Regions from separate parts of the Anser cygnoides genome. Here region 2 is linked to region 1. Evidence: chromatin contacts called from public Hi-C data. All regions are on one chromosome and are shown on one strand. The core of a region is the stretch at or near the end of the contact, and the rest is flanking DNA. Distances in the headings are between cores, read along the strand shown.

Evidence for each region. Hi-C and Micro-C count contacts between places; a contact is called where the count stands out from the background.
Region 2: a contact with region 1 is called in a Hi-C map of liver, with 6 times the contacts expected there. The contact joins the promoter of GEMIN5 here to the enhancer-like site in region 1. A contact is called at or near these places in 2 of 7 Hi-C or Micro-C datasets (both in liver).

The regions. Positions count from the first base shown.
Region 1 is chr14:7,362,854-7,365,961 of Taihu_goose_T2T_genome, forward strand. All of the region lies in intron 2 of LARP1 (La ribonucleoprotein 1, translational regulator), which reads left to right. Among named protein-coding and RNA genes, the nearest start is that of LARP1, 21 kb to the left of the region's middle. Within about 2 kb of position 1,473, at least 3 of the 3 cell types and tissues checked have open chromatin away from gene starts, as enhancers often do. A contact at or near this core is called in liver, where this site is marked.
Region 2 is chr14:7,429,608-7,432,585 of Taihu_goose_T2T_genome, forward strand. It overlaps GEMIN5 (gem nuclear organelle associated protein 5), which reads right to left and starts at 1,483. Exons shown (of 28, transcript XM_066977226.1): 1 at 1,281-1,483; 2 at 964-1,118; 3 at 135-316. The coding sequence starts at 1,434. It overlaps MRPL22 (mitochondrial ribosomal protein L22), which reads left to right and starts at 1,486. Exons shown (of 6, transcript XM_066977235.1): 1 at 1,486-1,567; 2 at 1,679-1,724. The coding sequence starts at 1,504.

The DNA of each region.
Region 1 (3,108 bases), core at 223-2,722:
GTGACAGCACACGCGTGACCCCCGCACGGCTGCTTCTGCCCCCTTTTTGTTCCAGGCACAGCCCTGCCTGCCTCCTCGGCTTCCACAGAAGGAGGAGCGGGTTCGTCCAGGCGAGGCAGAGCTCCCAGGGCCAGCTCCGAGCATCACCGCCCTCCTGCCATCCAGGGCTGGATCCCGCAGCGGAGCCCCGCTTCCCCTCGCCGCCAGCCCAGCAGCTGGTGCCTCTGTGCCGAGTGCTCCCCCAGTGCTGGTCACCCCGGTCAGGTTCCCGGCATACCTCCTGCTTTCCAGATAAGCTCCAGGACCTTGGGCTGGGCCCTGTTTGTCGCGCTTGGTGCTTTATCAGCTCTCGGCCGCTGACAAGGTGACCTGCAGCACCAAGGACCGTGCGGGAGGGAAGGTCTCCCCGGCCCGTGCCGTGCTTTGGGATGGCACCGCTGGGACCCGCAGCGTGTGTGTGTGTGTGTGCGTGTGTGACCACGTGCACCCCGCATCACTCGTGTGCTGAGCACCCTGGTCTCGGCGCTGCGACCCGGCTCGGTGCTGGGCTTGCAGCGCGCCGTGTGGAGGTCAGCTCCGCGGCGAGGCCGGGCCCGGGAGGGGCGGTCTCGCTGGGTCATCGTTTTTCAAACTAAATATAGTCGCCTGTGCTTTCATAAGGCTGGGATTTTTGCGTCACGTGATTGTCTTATCCCTCCTGGCCGGCAGTCAGTCAGAGTAGGGGATCTTGTGTCTGAATGGGTAATAATTAACTGTTAACTAGCTTTTCATTAGAGGCTGGCAGAACAGGCAGAGCGGTGCCGCAGAGGTAAGCAGGAGCGGAGGAAACCCCTCGGGGTCCGTCCTGGAGGGTGGAGGCCAGTGCTGGTAGGACACCCCCCCTTTAATTTGCAAATCAGCAGCCCCCAAAGGTGAGCGGGTTGGTTTTTCTCGGGCGTTTTACGAGGAGTCGCGAGTCCTGCCGTGTCCTGCGCGTCTGTCCTTGCCGTCCTGTACTTCCTGCTCGCGTCGCCCCTCCCTCTCCCCAGCCGCTGATTTTTTTTTTTTCAGGTCACGAACTATCAGCTGGGCTCCGGGCCGCCCTGGAGGAGAGCCTGACCCTCGGCCTCCTCCACGGCTTGGCTCCTCTGCCTGCCCTCATTCTCCCCGGGCCGCTGCAGCCTCGTCTCGGTGCTGAGCGCGCCCCGCCGTCCTCCCCGCCCCGCCGCCGAGGTGCCCTTGCTGTGCCTCGGCGCCCCGAGCAGCAGCTGAACCAACTCGCCTCTTTTCTCAGGGTCTGCAGCCCCAGCCCGCCCCTGACGGACGTCCACAGGTTGCAGGACCGACGTGGCGTCTGCCGCTGCGGGAGCCGCGAGCGCTGCCGGCTTTTCCAGCCCTCTCCATTAACCGTTTAATCCGCCGGGGAGCGTTTGCAGATGTCCTCGGAGGCATCGGAGCGGCTGGCGTCGCTCTCCTGCGGGATGACAGGGGAATTGCTGGCTCAGTGCTCGGCCGGCCAGGGACGTGCCCGTGCCAGGGAAGCCGGGTCAGGCGCCGGGGCTGGAGCTGCGCGGCACCGTGGGCGCTACTCCGCTCTCCCGGGGACAGCAAGGTGGCTCCGTATTGCGCCCTGCTTGTGGCACCAGGGAGCTGGGCATCCCTGGCCGCGTCCCTGCTGCAGTTTGGGAGCCACCGGCTCTCCCAGCAAAGACCGTGGGAGAAGTCAGCTTTCCTCAGAAAACTGGGGAATTTCTTGTCGTCTCCTCCTGCGCGACCCAGGGGTCGGTGCAGGGCGTGCGTGTTTGGCGTCTGTGGTGAAAGTTTCCTAGAAATTCTCTTGGGGAAGGATGTCACTTGAAAAGGCAGCCGAAAGATGTCACTTGCCCTTAAGATGGTTCATTTGCTACCTTTAACAGCAGTCAGCTGTGCCAGGAAAAATCCACGGCATCCTCGCTGGTGCTGTTAGTGCTGGAAGCACCCAGTGGCATTTCTTTACCCGCTCCTTCCTGACCGCAGCTTGGCTGTGAGCTGAAGGGTTCTTACCCTGAACCGGAGGGCCGCGGGAGAGCTTTGTGCAGCGCTGGTAAACCCACACCAGTCCTGGGAGCAAACGGGAGTCAGACGCTGCGGGTGTGTGCGTGCAGGAGCTTGTAGCTCAGTTACAGGCGTTCAAAAAGAAATTCTGTTCGTAGCCTCCCTGTGACCGGGGCTGCGTAATAACGGGTGCCCCCGCTTGTTGGGAAGCGCTGTGCCCGCCTGCGCTGCCTTTGGGCTGCAGTCAGCAAGGGGACAGGCTGCAGATTCACCTTCCCCTGCTCGGGAGCCATCTGAGGAACATCAGCCGAGGGATGCGAGGCGTTGCGGAGCTGGGAACAAAGCTCCGGAGCCGTGCTCCCAGCCCAGGGCTCTGGCTCCGTCCCGCTGCCGCCCATCAGCCTGCCCTCAGCCTGCCCCTCTGCGTTTTCCTGGGGCCAGCCCCCGTGCTCCGGGAGCTTGCTTTAGGACACCCAGGTAGGAGTGTTCCCATGCTCTCCGCAGCGCTGTCAGATGCCCTTTTTGAAGTTATTTTTAGCGAGTGATCTTTGCAGCCGTCGCAGAGCTTACATTGCGGAGAAGTGTAGGCAGCTCCTCGCTTCCTTCCCTGTTACAGCAGGGCTTGTGAGGTGGAGCCGTCTGCCGAGGAGCTGCAGAAAATTGCTTGGAAGGCTTTGAGCCGCGGCGCCTGCAGCTCGTCTCGCTCCTGCCGAACGTGCTTCCCATGTGCTTCACGGGATCCTGCTCCGCTCTGCACTTTGAGGGCTTTTGCTTGGTCCTCACCTCGCCCGTCGTACAGCAGTTTTTCTTGCACGTGCAAGAAAATTCGCGAAGGTGTTGGAAGTATCCCTCCTAGCGGCTGGCCCTGCCCACAGAGGTGTGCTGCCAGCTGGGAGCTGTGTGACCGCGTGCCCCAGGCAGTGGTGCTGGCTGCAGCTGGTTCCCTGCAGTCCCGGAGCAGGAGATGCCACCTGGTCGTGCCAGAAGATGCTTTCCTTGCAGCAGCATCTCGTTTTAAACTCCAGGCGAGCTCCGTTACGGTGCTCCCTTGATTTTCCACCCTCGTGCACGCACCCCTGCAGCTACAGCTGCGGT
Region 2 (2,978 bases), core at 233-2,732, 67 kb after region 1:
GTTATTTCTAAGTTGTTGTATGCCAGAAGAAAAAAACAGCCACCAAAATCTCTTAAAAATAACCTTACAATTGTGCAGCAAAATATCCAAACAAGAACCTTTCAGAAGAAGAATGGGAAGCAAAACATACTTACCCAACAGCCACGAGGTTTTCATTATGAGGAGAACAAGTGAGACAAAAAATTGTCCGAGGCTCTGGGAAGAATTGCTGGCTGTCGCTTCTGCTATGCCAGTAACAAACAATTATCCCTTTTTCATCACCGGATACAATCAAATCCTTCACAAGGGGTGACCAGTGCAACGCTGAAACTGCATTCTGAAGAAAGACAAATGAATACATTTAAAGCTGTCTAGTATGCTTGGCCACTGAATTTATTTTGGAGGTCGTTTAAAGAATTAAAGCACAGAATAAAATGAAGTGCATTTAGCAGCGGTTTCTTTTGGATGGAAAACAGACAACAATAACCTAACAGCCTGCTTTCATTCGCTACCTAGAAATCATGTAACACTGAACACAAGCAGAAAATACTCTGTGAGCACTCCTCAGTATCAGTTGGGTTAGTTCTAAACCTTTTCAATTATTTTGGGCTTTTGCACATTTGACTTATTTGCCAGCATCCTGAGTCACAGCAGCTGTCCATGTGTACGTTCTTACCCCCGTCCTGTGCAGGATGATAACTTGCTGAAAAGATTTTAAGCAGGCATGGTCTGGGTGAAGTGGCATTGAGCACGTGCTACAAGCACAGGCATGCTTGATCACAGAGCTCTGATGACTGCCCACTGCTTGGCTTGTGAGGATGTTGTAACAACAACGCAGACCTAAGGCTAGGAAAAAAAACCTATCCAGAAGCATTTATCCGTTCTAACCTCACCACTTCAGGATTTTGCCTCGGGTTAGCGTGAGACCCTCCCCCCCCCACCTGAGATATAAAAGGGCGGGCTCCGGCAGCTCCTGGCTCCCACCTGGTGCAGGTCGTGCTCTCCCAGCGGGCCCAGGCTGTCGGCGTCCCACACCTGCACGCTGCCGTCGTCGGAGCCGCTGGCGCAGAGGCCGCCGTGCGCGGGGTGCCGGCAGAAGGCGAAGGCGGCCACCCTGTCCGTGTGCCCGATCAGCTCTCCTGCACCGGCAACCAAGGGAAGCCCCGTGAGCACCCCGAGCCTTCCCACACACCCCAGACCCTCCTAATCCCCCCCCCCATGCCCCCTCACCCCCCTCCCGTTACCCCCCACGCCGTGAGGCGAGGGGGCAGCGAAGCCCCCCCTCCGGTCCGCCACGGTACCGTAAAAGGCGGGCGCGGCGGGGCTGCTGACATCCAGCAGGCAGATGCGGTGCCTGGCGGCGAAGCCGAAGAAGCGGCCGTCGGCGCTGGTGTCGCTGCAGCGGCTGCAGTACCAGTTGGGCGAGGCGGGCAGCACCCGGCCCGCCGCCGCCATCTCGCCCCGCCGCCGTTACCTCACGCCGCGGGCGCTGCCGTCGGGCGCAGCGCCGCAAAGCGTCGCGAAATGCCCGCCCCTCGCCCGCAAAGCGCGGCCGGGAAGATGGCGGCGGGGAGGGCCCTGGGTGCCGGTGAGCGGGGGGTGGGGGGAGAGCGGGGCTGGTGTTCCCCCAGGGGTCCCGCTGCTGTTGTCGGGGCTCCGGGGGCTTTTCCCTGTTTCACCCCGCTGCTTCCTCTCGCAGGTGGCGCCTGGCTGCGTGGGCTCCTGGGCTGGGCGCGGCCGGAGAGGTGAGTGCGGGTGCCTGGCACTGCACAGCCCCGGGGCTCGTTCGGGAGCTGCCCTCGCTTGTTGCTTGTGTATCGTCCTATAAAGCCTTATGCATATAGCATAAAACATATTAAAAAAAAAAACATTGCATGTAAAGTATATAAACTTTTGCTTGTTACTTTTTTCTTTTTGTAACGCGTTTGTGTCCTCTTCGCTCTCCCAAAGTCACGTCAGAGTTGCTCTCCACATGACAAATAGAGGCTCTTCACATGTGGCTGGATCGCCTTAAGGCACAGAATGTGGAATTCCTTAGTCTGTCAGATGCATTAGTGCGTTCTGCTGATGCGTGAAAGGCAGTACTTACCTCACTGTTGGTTAGGTTGTTAAACTGCGAAACGATGTTTATGAACTAGGCAAGTATTGTCCTGCATTGATAGGTGATGTTATATTTGGTGATGCTAAATTGTAGTTTCAATAAATAACTGAAAAAATAATCCGTAACATTTAAATCTATATCATGTTCTACTCCTTATTAATGCCATGTGAAAGCTTTCCAAGGTGTACAATGCTTTATTGAAATTAATAAGTGTATTCTGTTTGTCAGTCACTTTCTAAAATGTTTTACACCATTTGGCAACCCAGACAAAGCTGTTCAGGCCTCAGTAGAGCTCGCAGTGTCTGGTCTTGATCTCGTCTATTTCTTGTGGCTGCCTGGTGCTGCTCTGTCCAGTCAGCAGGGGGCAAAATGCAGCTTGGTCTCTGAGGTGAGCAAACTGAGTGAAAACTGTAGAAAGGTTTTTGCAGTCAGCTATCTTACAGTGATTTCATTGCATTTTGAAAGCAGTTGAGATTATTTTCCCTTTCAAATTTCAGATAGGGTGAATGCTTATACACTTCTAATACTGTTAGTACTTAGTCCCTTGAAAAGGTAGAAATTTTTACTGTTAAAATGTTTGTTGTTAGAAGTTAAGTAAGTATTGGCTAGTCTTGGAAAACTGAAGATGTGAATTGTTTGTGAGTAATGAACTCCACGCAAGACCAGAAAGGTAATGGTGTCTTTGTGTGACAATCAGGGGACGTTAACTGTAGAATCTTATGCTGTACAAGTGCCATTTAAGGTTCCTGGCCTGCTTTAGGGAGCCTAAAGCTTTCTGTTGAATTACAAAGCCCTCGCAATGTGAACTGTAAAGGACTTTTACAGTTTTATTTGAAAGTATTCAAATGTGACAGTTCTCTTCATCAAGATGGGTAAGTTCACAATTTTCCAGATAAAC